Linked DNA regions of Mus musculus: regions 1, 2 and 3 are each linked to region 4. A link is a contact called in public promoter capture Hi-C data. All regions are on one chromosome and are shown on one strand. Each heading gives the region's core, a stretch centred on a gene start, on an enhancer-like site or on the middle of the called end of the contact. The rest is flanking DNA. Distances are from core to core; before and after follow the strand shown.

Evidence for each region. Promoter capture Hi-C pulls out the DNA fragments that hold promoters and counts their contacts.
Region 1: a contact with region 4 is called in a promoter capture Hi-C map of liver, with 2.2 times the contacts expected there. The contact joins the enhancer-like site here to the promoter of Ssr1 in region 4. A contact is called at or near these places in 13 of 39 promoter capture datasets (the 3T3-L1 cell line, 3T3-L1-derived adipocytes, the C10 cell line and 8 more), 1 of 484 Hi-C or Micro-C datasets (ventral hippocampal neurons), 6 of 115 datasets of contacts at active chromatin or transcription factors (craniofacial prominence, extraembryonic endoderm stem cells, neural tube and 3 more) and 1 of 9 other capture datasets (embryonic stem cells).
Region 2: a promoter capture Hi-C map of liver shows a contact between it and region 4. The contact joins the enhancer-like site here to the promoter of Ssr1 in region 4. A contact is called at or near these places in 15 of 39 promoter capture datasets (the C10 cell line, the HPC-7 cell line, cranial neural crest and 9 more), 1 of 15 datasets of contacts at CTCF or cohesin (large pre-B cells), 3 of 484 Hi-C or Micro-C datasets (bone marrow-derived macrophages, cerebral cortex and embryonic stem cells), 31 of 115 datasets of contacts at active chromatin or transcription factors (DN3 thymocytes, the SCID.adh cell line, T-cell acute lymphoblastic leukemia and 24 more) and 3 of 9 other capture datasets (adipose tissue, embryonic stem cells and pancreatic islet).
Region 3: a contact with region 4 is called in a promoter capture Hi-C map of the HPC-7 cell line, with 8 times the contacts expected there. The contact joins the enhancer-like site here to the promoter of Ssr1 in region 4. A contact is called at or near these places in 19 of 39 promoter capture datasets (the 3T3-L1 cell line, 3T3-L1-derived adipocytes, the C10 cell line and 12 more), 1 of 15 datasets of contacts at CTCF or cohesin (large pre-B cells), 5 of 484 Hi-C or Micro-C datasets (B cells, bone marrow-derived macrophages, cerebral cortex and 1 more), 38 of 115 datasets of contacts at active chromatin or transcription factors (the 230-238 cell line, DN3 thymocytes, acute myeloid leukemia and 27 more) and 4 of 9 other capture datasets (adipose tissue, embryonic stem cells, liver and 1 more).

The regions. Positions count from the first base shown.
Region 1 is chr13:38,581,541-38,584,240 of GRCm38.p6, reverse strand. No RefSeq gene overlaps it. Among named protein-coding and RNA genes, the nearest start is that of Gm40922, 28 kb to the right of the region's middle. Within about 2 kb of position 1,395, at least 12 of the 459 cell types and tissues checked have an H3K27ac peak or open chromatin away from gene starts, as enhancers often do. A contact at or near this core is called in liver and neural tube, where this site is marked.
Region 2 is chr13:37,464,628-37,467,327 of GRCm38.p6, reverse strand. No RefSeq gene overlaps it. Among named protein-coding and RNA genes, the nearest start is that of Gm40914, 21 kb to the left of the region's middle. Within about 2 kb of position 1,382, at least 12 of the 459 cell types and tissues checked have an H3K27ac peak or open chromatin away from gene starts, as enhancers often do. A contact at or near this core is called in liver and trophoblast stem cells, where this site is marked.
Region 3 is chr13:37,439,780-37,442,479 of GRCm38.p6, reverse strand. No RefSeq gene overlaps it. Among named protein-coding and RNA genes, the nearest start is that of Gm4035, 6.0 kb to the right of the region's middle. Within about 2 kb of position 1,284, at least 106 of the 459 cell types and tissues checked have an H3K27ac peak or open chromatin away from gene starts, as enhancers often do. A contact at or near this core is called in the 230-238 cell line, B cells, the HPC-7 cell line and 10 more, where this site is marked.
Region 4 is chr13:37,992,913-37,995,619 of GRCm38.p6, reverse strand. Ssr1 (signal sequence receptor, alpha) reads left to right here and starts at 1,412. Exons shown (of 8, transcript NM_025965.4): 1 at 1,412-1,615. The coding sequence starts at 1,537.

The sequences.
Region 1 (2,700 bases), core at 146-2,645, 590 kb before region 4:
GGAATGTGTTTTTGTGCTCTTCCCGGGTGTAGCAGAGAGGAACGACGGCTTTCCTTCAGATTATCTGTTATTGCTTGCTGGTGCTACTCGATTGCATGTATCCTTTATATACCTCTATGGAAAACCACATTTTTGCTACCAGCATGTAGCTTGCCCTTGTGATTGCTTACAGCTTGAACTCTTGATAACGTTACCCAGGTGACCTTTCTTTACCCCTCAGAGGATAAACTGTCTGGTGCTCTGAATAAAAGTTGCCAGTGTGTGAGACTTTTTGTCCGAGTAACTTACCAGCTCCATTCTCCCAGGTCCCACGGCCTCTAGAGTGGCGACACACTCCACTTCCAAATAGCCCAGTAATATTTCTGGAATAGAGGAAATGTCCTGAGCTCATGATGTACAGTAGTGAGGCCACTGGCCACATATGACTGCTGAGCTGAGCTGCCTGAAGAACCAAATGCCTCATTAACTGTAAACAGCAAAGCCACATCAGCTTCAATGTTCCTTATGAATAAGCCTGGGATTGTTTCTTTCTTTGTTTTCCACTTTGAGGTAAGATCTTGGAAACATTCTCTAAAGATCCCGCAACTTATGATGTAGCCCAGGTTGGCCTCAAATGCTCAATAGTCATGCCTCAGCCTTCGGAATACTGGGATTTTAAGACTGAGTCACCACACTGGCTTCACCAGCTTGTTCCACTTGAGTATCTAGCAAGCATTCCTGAGGACTGTCTTCCTTCTGGAACAGAGAATTGGCTCTCTCTCTCTCTCTCTCTCTCTCTCTCTCTCTCTCTCTCTCTCCCTCTCTCTCTCTCTCTCTCTCTCTCTCTCTCTCTCTCTCTCTCTCTTTTGGTTTTTTTCGAGACAGGGTTTCTCTGTATAGTCCTGGCTGTCCTGGAACTCACTCTGTAGATCAGGCTGGCCTCGAACTCAGAAATCCACCTGCCTCTGCCTCCCGAGTGCTGGGATTAAAGGTGTGCGCCACCACCCCCGGCTGGCTCTCTTTCTTAAAGGCCATTGAAAGCAACCCCAGAATGTCATTTTGCCACCCTTCACTCAAGTTGTAGGGATAGTGACACAGCTTGTCATTCTGTAAAGAGCTGGTTGCTCAGGCTCTCTCCTGGGCCCCTGCTAAGATCTCCACCAGCACTCCCTCCCACCCCGTCACACCCATGAGGTCTTTCCCTCTCACTAAGTGGCATAACCTATCCTTTTTAGATAATAACATTTCAAACATCTAATTTTTTCACAGCCAAGAGCAACATGGGAACTAGGAAATTCCACTGGCGAGCCAAACAACTTCTTGGCAGCAGCTGCCACGGCTCTGTATCTGTTTCCTTAGTTCTTAGCATAGGTCTGAGTAAGTTCTTCTCTGGATGGGTGGCTTGGTATAAAAACAACCCAGTTCTGTGTCTCAGAAGTGATGCTGCTAACAGCACAGCAGAGGGTTCTCCTTAAAGGGCCAAGCACCCTGGCAGCTGTCCGTATGAAAGATATGCTACGAAAACAAAGGCTATATGCAGCAATGCCTTGGGCTTGTACGGCAAGGGATGTAGAAACTGTAAACTCAAACAGGGCTGCATCTCAGTGGTAGAGCACTGTGTTCTAGCCCCAGCACTGTAAAAAACAAAACCCTTTAGACTCATCGCATTGGCTTGAGTACTTTTAAGGAAGACCTGGGACCCATAGAAGACTATAGCTTCACAGAAAAGAGAAGAACACATCCATTTCCCAGACATCTGCACTCCTGCCACATTCATTAGTTGCAAATGACATCATCTTGCCCTGGCCACATCGTCTTGTCCTATTTCTCACCAGTGCACTGGCTGACAGGTGCAATGGGCACTGCCTGCTCTTACCGTTACTGTGGCCAGACACATTATATTAAAGAAGCCACACCCTCTGGTTGCTGCTCAAAGGTGGCAGGGATGCGTCAGCTTCAAGTCTCCATCCATCTGCCTTCCTCCCTGGTCATCTTATAGTGATCCCCCAGTTCCCTCCCTGGCTCGCCTTGTTCAGCCTCACTGTTCAAGCCTTAGCTACTTGTGTGTGTGTGGGGGGGGGGGTCCTGGAATCTCACCTCCTGTAGCCCCACTTCTTGCTACTTAAAACACACCTGAGACCCCAGTTAATGGAGAGATACCCCCACCTCAAAATCAACATGCTATGGAGGAGAGAACTTGGTATCCTAGGGTTTGTAGAAATGTCCTTAAAATCTGTGTGTGTGTGACCCTGGACAAGTTAGCCCACCTTCCTGGGGCTCTGTTTCTCCCCTGTGAACTGTCAGGACATGAATCGCTTTGTTGTTAGTTTTTGTTTGTTTTACATTTATTTATTTATTTATTTATTTATTTATTTATTCATTCATTCATTCATTCATTCATTCATTCATTTACATTGGATCCCAAGTATCCCAGGCTGGCTTCAAATGTGCCTTACTGCTGAGGATAACTTTAAACAATGGATGTTGTTCTCAGTGCTGGGATTACAGGCAAGTGTCACCATGACTGGCTCACTGGATCCTCCCTTTCCCTCTTCCTCTCCTCCTCCCTCACCCTCTTTCCCTCCTTTTTGTCCTTCTCCTCCTCCCCCCCCCCTTAGTATACAGTCTAGCCTGCCCTGGAGCCCACCATGTACCCAAAATGTCCTTCAGTTTGCAATCTTCTCACCCTTGACCTCCCTAGTGCTAGCACTAGGTGTGTGC
Region 2 (2,700 bases), core at 133-2,632, 530 kb after region 4:
GACCGTTAAAATGTCGGAACATCATGTTTAAGGGCAATGCATATATGACCTCCAGTATATTCACTTATATTCCAGTATATATTCACTAGTCCTTTCTCAGTTACAAGCTTGCAGTTTTCCAGGACTCTCCCAAGGATCGTCCCAGTCCCTTCATTTACCTAAAAGATATGCCTTTGCTTTCTTGTACAACCTTAGTCCCATGCCTTGCCTTAATGGATTGCAGCCCTGTCCCAGGCACCTGCAGAGCCCCTCTGTAATCTCATGATCTATACGGAGATAAAGAAATCCCTCTGAGCAACGTAATTCCAAAAGCTACCCAAATACTATAGACTGCTATTGCTGGACATTTAAGCAACACTGTCCCTTAAGAAGCCCCCACCCATTCCTGGGTGTGTCCCATCTGTCCCCAGATGACCCTCTTTCTTCAGCCCCTGTGCTGAAATCTGTGTTAATATTTTTCTTCTGAATAAACTCCAACTCTGCTTCGTACCGGCTCAGGCTGAAATTCTCTGTGCAAAGTCAAGGGCCCCTACTGTACCAGGTAGAAGTGTGCAAGAAGAACCTGGATGCTACAGATGGAGCCCTGTCCCTGGCTCTCCTCGGCTGATGACAGGGACATATAACCCAGACCTCTGACTTCTTGCTTGGCAACAAATATATATACACGGAAGAGTTCCCAGGGTGGTGAAGGGCGAACTGTTGCCACAAATCAACCTGGCAGAGACTTTCGAGTGAGGGGGAGTCATCTCTTTACTCACCTCTCTAGTTCCCTGCCTAGACTCCTTTCTCTCCTCAGGTTGAGCCTTCAGCTATATCTGGGTCTCATTGTCTCTCTCACTGTCAACTACAGATTACAGCCCCTCGGCTACCCCCTGCTCCCCATATATATTTTCTTTACTCCCTTTCTCAGTAATTCTCTTTAGCCCCTCTGGTTCTGATAGCAATCTCTTTCCTTTCTGCCCTTCCAGAGGGCCAGTGGGAGGCTTCAGGGGAGAAAAACACACAAGGGACCACTCCCTAAGAGTGTGAACATCTCTTTACTCCTGGGGCAAGGGCTATCCTCCAGTCTTGTGGGAAAGCTCCCACCTTCTGTGTTCCTAGGAATGACACCATGCAGAGATCCACTTTCCCCTGCATGTTTAGATAAGAGCCTCTGTTGTGGGCTAAGTTATAGCCCCAAAATGTATATGCACAAGGTTTGATCCTCCACTTCTATAACGTAGAATGGCTGCGTATTAAGACAGACCATTTGAATGTGAAATTGAGTTAAAATGGTCATTTGAGTAGGCATTCATCCAACCTACCTTTATAGGAGGACATTAGGACTCTGACACACACAGGGAGATCAGCTACAAGCCTTGGAAGCAAGCCAGTCCATGACTTGGCCTTAGACAAGCGCTGTGAGGACATAGCTGTCTGCTGTTTTAGGTTGCCCTCTCTGTGGTATTTGTTATGCAGCCCCGGCAAACGGGTACACTCTCAAATGGTGTGCATGCCATGTGACACCCACAAGACTCCCAAATAGTTACCCTTATTTACCTCTGACAAGCCTAGAAACAGATCCTACACTTATCATTCCGTGTTTATTTAATGACTCATTCAACTGTCTGTCCTGCAAATGAGCTAAACACAGAAAGAGGGCTGTCTTGTCCAGGTGACTGATGGCTTTCTCACATAGCAAAAACACGGTACCTGTGTAGCAGCATCCTCAGATACAAAAGTCTAAATGACTACCATCTGGGGTGCTCTTGTCTTTGGATCTAGTTGCCTTTTTGATCACAATCCAAGGAGCTCCCCCCACCCCTCTTATGACTTAGAAGGAACCAGAACCTTGACCTGCGTTCTCCAAGGCCACGAACTGCTCCCCCATCTGTGCCTGATGATAGCAGATTCCACAGGGAACTCACTTCCTCCTGCCTGAACATCTTCCCATGGCAAAATAGCAAAGATTTGATTTTCACTCTTAACCTTTAGGTAGGTTGTTTTGTTTTGTTTTGTTTTTCCTTGAGCACCTTCTTGCTACATCATAACACAGCAGAAGAGAAAAGTAGCCAAACACATCCTTTGTTTGCAGGAGCCTGTTTCTGAGATAAGTAACCCATTCTCTTGATAGCAGCGTTAACCTACGCATGACTTAGAACTGCCAGCACTCAAACACCTCTGAAAGGCCTCAGTTCTTAATATTGTTACCATGGTAGTTGATTTCCACAGGCATGATGGAGGAGATGTTCAAACCATGGCCATCATTGATTTTGCTAATGGCTTGTGATTCAAAAGTAGACATATTATATAAAAATATAATATAGTGTCTGTTTTCACAGAGTACCTTCTTAACAGCATGAAGCTTCCATCATAGAGTGGTCCAAATCAGCACAGTACAAAAGAATGCCTTGTCAGACATAGCTAAGTACAGGATATCAAACCGGGGCAGCCTGTTCCTACCAGAACCTCCTGAAGTAAGAGATACTTGGAGATGTTGTAAACAAAAAGAACATTAACCTCGAGACATGAAAGTGGAAAAGGCCCATTTAGTCCATCGCTCTTGTGCCCTTGTCAAAGGGACCCTTTGTCTTATGTCCACACTAGTGTGCAAGAAGAGACAACTAGCTCTGCCCGTGGGTACTCAAGGCAACACAGCCCATTGTTAGTTACTGCTTTTGATTTCTCAGCATCCTCCCTAGGGATGCACGAGCCATATCT
Region 3 (2,700 bases), core at 35-2,534, 550 kb after region 4:
TTTTTTGACAAAGTCTCATTAATTGTCCAAGCTGGCCTTGAACTCACTTTGTCGAGGAGCTGGCCTTGCTTGATGTTTGGCTCTTTCTGGCTTACTTCATAAGCAGCTGTGGTTGCTTATGCTGGAGAGTCTGCCTTCCCTGAGATAAGCATCCTCCAAGGAGGAAGGTTTGTTCTGGCTCAGAGGTCGCAATCTGTGGTCATTGGGCTTCATTGTTTTTAAGGCCGTGGGAGGCCGTGATAAGGAGGCCACTGGACTCCTGACAGCCAAGAAGGGGAAGAGGAAGGGAGAGGGAGGGGAGGAGGAGAGAAGATGGGAGCTGAGGAGGAGGTAGAGAAGGAGGGGGAAGGGGAAGAGGTAGAGAAGGAGGGGGAAGGGGAGGAGGAGGGAGAGGAAGGAGAGAAGGAGGAGGAGGAGGGAGAGGAGGAGGAGGAGGAGGAGGAGGGAGAGGAGGAGGAGGGTATGACCAGCGGCAGAGAGGACTCAGCTAGTGGTCCCAGTACCCCACCTATCGAGAGCACATTCTCTAAACCTAACTTTTACTCTACCTACCTTTCAAAAGCTTTAAAATCTTTACAACCTTGCAAAAAGGACTCAAGTTACAAACAAAAACCCTTAACACACCAGACTCCGGGGAGACTTTTAAGATCCAAACTCTAGTGTCTATCTCTTATTGTCTAAGATTTGAGTCTTATCTCAGTCACAGGTTGGGCGTGCAGTCGACTGAGCTGTCTTTACCACCGGAGTCCTGCAGCCTTTGTTACCCCAGGAGAAAAGCCTGAGAGGCCCCATGTGTTCATGCTGGAACAAGGAACCAAAAGGGTCTGGGGACAGCAGCCAAGGGATGAAAGCCCCTTTCCTCACCCCGCAGGCTGGTGATGCTACTGGTACATAGCGAGTGGTTGCTATAAATTCCCAGATGTCTCCAGACTTTCCTCAGTGGCTATGTGACAAGACATTCATGCCTCCGCTTCTGTCACTCCTGCTCCCTGTACCCCCTTCCTGAGTTGAGTCTCTGTCTGCTTTGGGGTAAATTCTAGCTCAGGCAGACCAGGCAGGCCTGAGTCCTGAATCTTTGGGCTCTCTAAATAGTAGAAAGATGTAATGGGATATTGTGGGGGGCACCAAAAAAAGATACAGATGCCCAAAGGGAAAGGATGCTGCTGCCACAGTGGAGAAATAAACCAACGTGGACTAAAAATAGCACCGGGTTGGGGGTGGGGGGAGGAGGAGAGAATGGCCCACTATATTTTTAAACTGTTTTAACAGTGCAGAGAAGTGGCAAAACACCAGTCTCTGAGGAATATGGTTTGCTAAAGGGTGGGGCTGGGAGTTTGCCCACAATTATGCCCTAATGGTATTTTGCACTCCCTCTACATTCCATCCGTCAGTACATGCAAAACGGCCTTTCTCCCACATTCTTCTACAACACACTTGTAAAGGAAGCGAGCGAGCCTGTAGCTCTCATTGCTGGGATGGGAAACCAAGGCAAAATGACTGGTTGATCTGCCAAAGCCATAAGAGAAAGTCTTGCTGAGTTTGGGGTTACGCTTTGGGCTTCCCACTCTCTGTGGCTGTGGCTTTGGCCTGGCCCCGCCTTTTTACTGGATGTGACTCCAGGGCAGACAGTTTGCTAGGTTCCTGGAAGGCCGAGGTTTGCATTTGCACGAGCCTTGTAGTGGACTGGGACATTTCACAAGACAGGAGGAGAAAGCTGCAGCTGGTGTGTCTAAGAAAGGGAGGGGAGAGGAAATCTGAGGGCAAGCTGCACTGGGGTGGGGTGGCTTGTGCCCCTGCCTTCTGTCTTCCCATGACTGGACTTGTCTCTGCCCACGAAGAGCCTGCATCTCCTGCAGTGACAGCATAGGACAGGGCTGAGTCTTGTCCAAATATTGTTCTTCAAAACACCACTGTTCTTGGTCAAATGCAAAAGATAGTGAGGAGAACAATGCTCAACCTGCCCCCAATGTTAAGCTGCGGTTTTCTCTGCATACTGGGGGGGGGGGGGAGAAAGAAGAACTCTCAAGACAATTAGTGCCCACCTGTGAAGTTCTGGGCACCTGACAAAGGCGAGCTCAGCTACAGGCTTCTGCCTCTCAGCAAGGTTCTATTTTACTTTCGGCCTCCAGGCCGATGCTTGGCACTGCACTTTGAGTGTGGGGAAGATGGCTGGACCACAATGCCCTTGGCATGTATCAGTGGCATTTACGTGCTTCGCTTACCCCTTCTGACAGTCCTGAGAGGCACGCTTTACACCCACCCATCCTTTACAGATGAGCCATGAGAGGAGTTTAGCAAGGTAAGGTAAGCTGAGTGTCTCTAGACAGCCCCACCCTAGCCTGTGCGGTTTCCACCTCTGTGGAGAGAAGCCTCGCTGGGCTTCTGAACCCTGGCTGTTTCGTTAGCTTCCTACACAGCTGCCGGTGAGCAAGAGCTATCCTGGAGAGTCCTGGGCATGGTAATCTCAAATCATGGGTTTGTCCCTGGGTTTCCCCACCTTTTTTTGTTACGGGAGACAGGTTTTGTTTGCTTCCTAGAGTTTGTCTTTGGGTAACTGTCAGTGTACTCGGCTGTAACAAAGCAGGCAAGAGAGAAGCAACTGTTGAATGTTTCATTGATGCATCAGTTTATTGATGGCAGGAGGAATTCCTTCACAGCTTGAGGACTCCACACTGCTGCCGGCCTGGGATTCTATGTTGC
Region 4 (2,707 bases), core at 163-2,662:
AGAGACACTGTCCTTGTACCGAAGATCTCACTGTCTCCCTTTCTGAGGTCTGACTTCAGGTGGTGGCACTTCTGACTCCTTAATGTTCATAGAATTTATAGACAGTCTCTTTCCCCTGTTCAGGTCAGACATGTGTTCATCTGATCTGAACCTACTGGGGTTAATTAAGTTGAGATATGGTCTGTGACTTCCACTTCAGTCATCTTCAACAATTCTGAGGGGAGTTTATTTGTCCCTCTGTGGCTCAGAGGCTCCAATGATCCTGGTGGCTGCTTAACCTGTGTAGTGGTTTGAATGAGAACTGCCCCAGTAGGCTTGTGTTTGAATGTTACATCCCAGTTGGTGGAACTGTTTGGTAAGGACTTATGTGAGGAGGTGCATTGTTGGGTGTGGGCTTTGAGGTTTCAAAAGTCCGTACCATTGGACTTACCTCTCTGCCTTGTCCTTTGGGGCTGAACATATAAGCTCTCAGCTTCCACGTTAGCACTGCCTGCCTGCTCCCATTCTCTCTGATGCGATGGTCAGGAACTCACCCTCTGAGACTGTAAACAAGCCTACAAATCAAACACTTTCTTTTATAAGTTGCCTTGGTAATGGTATCTCTTCACAGCAACAGAAAAGTAACCAAGACAGTCCCTGAATCAGGATTGTGGCTGGAGGTTCTCAGCGCAGCCACTACATCCCGAGTGTTTCACACTGACCAGCTGAAGTTGCCAGAAATATGCCAGAAGTGAGATCTTTGGCGTAGAAACTGCAGAAAGGCTAGGTAATTGCTAAGTTTGGGTTGTTAAGAAAAATTACAGAACTGAACCTCTAATGATCAGAGTTCAAGCCCAGAACCCATCTAAAATGTGGAGAGAATCAGTTCCCTAGAAGTTGTCCTTTGACTGACCTTTACATCTATCTGTGCACTGGCAATTATACACCAGAGAGACAGTCAAATTTAAAAGAATAAAACTCCAGAACTCCGATTGTTTATTGCAGGGGGGGTAGAATTTTGTGACAAGGTATTAACTCTGTAGCCCAGTCTTGCCCCGAACTCGCTACATAGCCCAGGCTGGTCTCCAGCTCGCTGCAATCCTCCTGCCTCCATCTCTCAAACTCTGGGGTTACAATGTGAGACATCACTTTCGGCTTTTTATTTTTATTTATTTATTTTGTCGTTATCCATATCCTTTACTTTCTGTCTTTCAACTGCCACACATGCGGGAAGTTTCCACTCCTTGGCCCCTCAAAGCAACGGGGGACAAAGCGATGCTAAGCATCTGGAAGAGATAAGCCTGCTCAGCTAGGCTCTCGCGGGAGCCCGTAGGCTCCCCTGGTCCCCGCCACCGCCGGCCACGTGATCTCCCGGCCCGCAGGCCCCGCCCCTGGGCGCTTAGAGGCCACGTCGACGGTGGCGGGGAGGGGCGACGGATGGCGCGCGTGCGTGCGTGCCCCGCCCCTCCACCGCGGCCCGGATGAAGAGTAACGCCATTACCGCCAGAGCCTCCGAGAGCCCTAGCGGACCCGCACCGGACGCTGACCGGCCGTACCATGAGACTCCTCCCCCGCCTGCTGCTGCTGTTCCTGCTGGCCTTTCCCGCCGCCGTGCTGCTCCGAGGCGGCCCCGGAGGTGAGAGACGCGGGGCTGGGTTGGGGACCGCGGCCGACCCCCGGCCCGGCTCTCGTGGGCCATGCTATCCCCCGCCCCGGGACCCCCCGCAGCTCGGCGTCCTCAGCGAGCGCGGGCCCGAAGCCCGCGGTCCGCAGGACCCACGCCAGGGTCGGCCTCGCTTCTCCGCCCGCGCTCGCCGCGGGCCGCCCGTCCCCAAGCTCTGCGCTGACGTGTCGCTAGCCACACGCCGGCGCGCCTCCATTCATTCGCCCACTGTAGATTCTTCTCCTCGGCGCGTGGATCGTGTTCGCCCGGCCCCCTCGCTCGCCCATCGCGGTCTGTGTGGACCGCGAGGCTCGGTGTCCAAATCCGTCCCCTTCCTCCGGCTGCTTGTCAGCCGCTACCGTAGAGTATGGCCGGATGGCCTCCTCCTTCCTTTTCTAATTTCTCTCCCCTCCCCTCCCTTTTCCAGCCAGTTTTTGCTGGTTGAAAATATGCTGCGAAAAAGTTATTTCGAGCTTTGTAAGTTTATTCTTTCCAACGATTGACCTGGGCTAAAAACTTGGCAGAATGTAAAAACGTAGAAACTTGTTCCCCCTTGCCCGCCATGTCCATTAATTTTGCTAGTTTATAAAAACAACTAGTTTGAGTGGTCACCAGAAAGAATTCCTTTTCTTTCTCTAAGTTTCTGTGGCCCAGGGCATGAGAAATAACGAGCCATGTTATGAACTCTTTGGCCAAGCACACAGAAGTGCTTGGCTTCTACTTAGTAACTAGTATGACTTTGAATTATAGCTGTTAGGGATTTTGGCTTGGGAGTGTGGTGGTGGGGACATAAGACAGATGTTGAGACCGAGTCTCATGTAGGTAACCCTGGCTGCGTTGTAAGTTGGTGCCCTAGCTAGCACGTCCTTGAACTTATGATCCTTGTGCCTGTACCTCTGGGGTGCTGGGTTTCAGGGTGTCACCACACCCCGTGGATGAAGTGGTGGGGATGAACCCAGGGCTTCCATCGTGCCAGGCATGCAAGGCACATATGCACACTACAACCTTAGACCATTGGGGTTTTCTTTCTTTCTTTAAATCTGGCTTTTGATAAATTACCTGTAA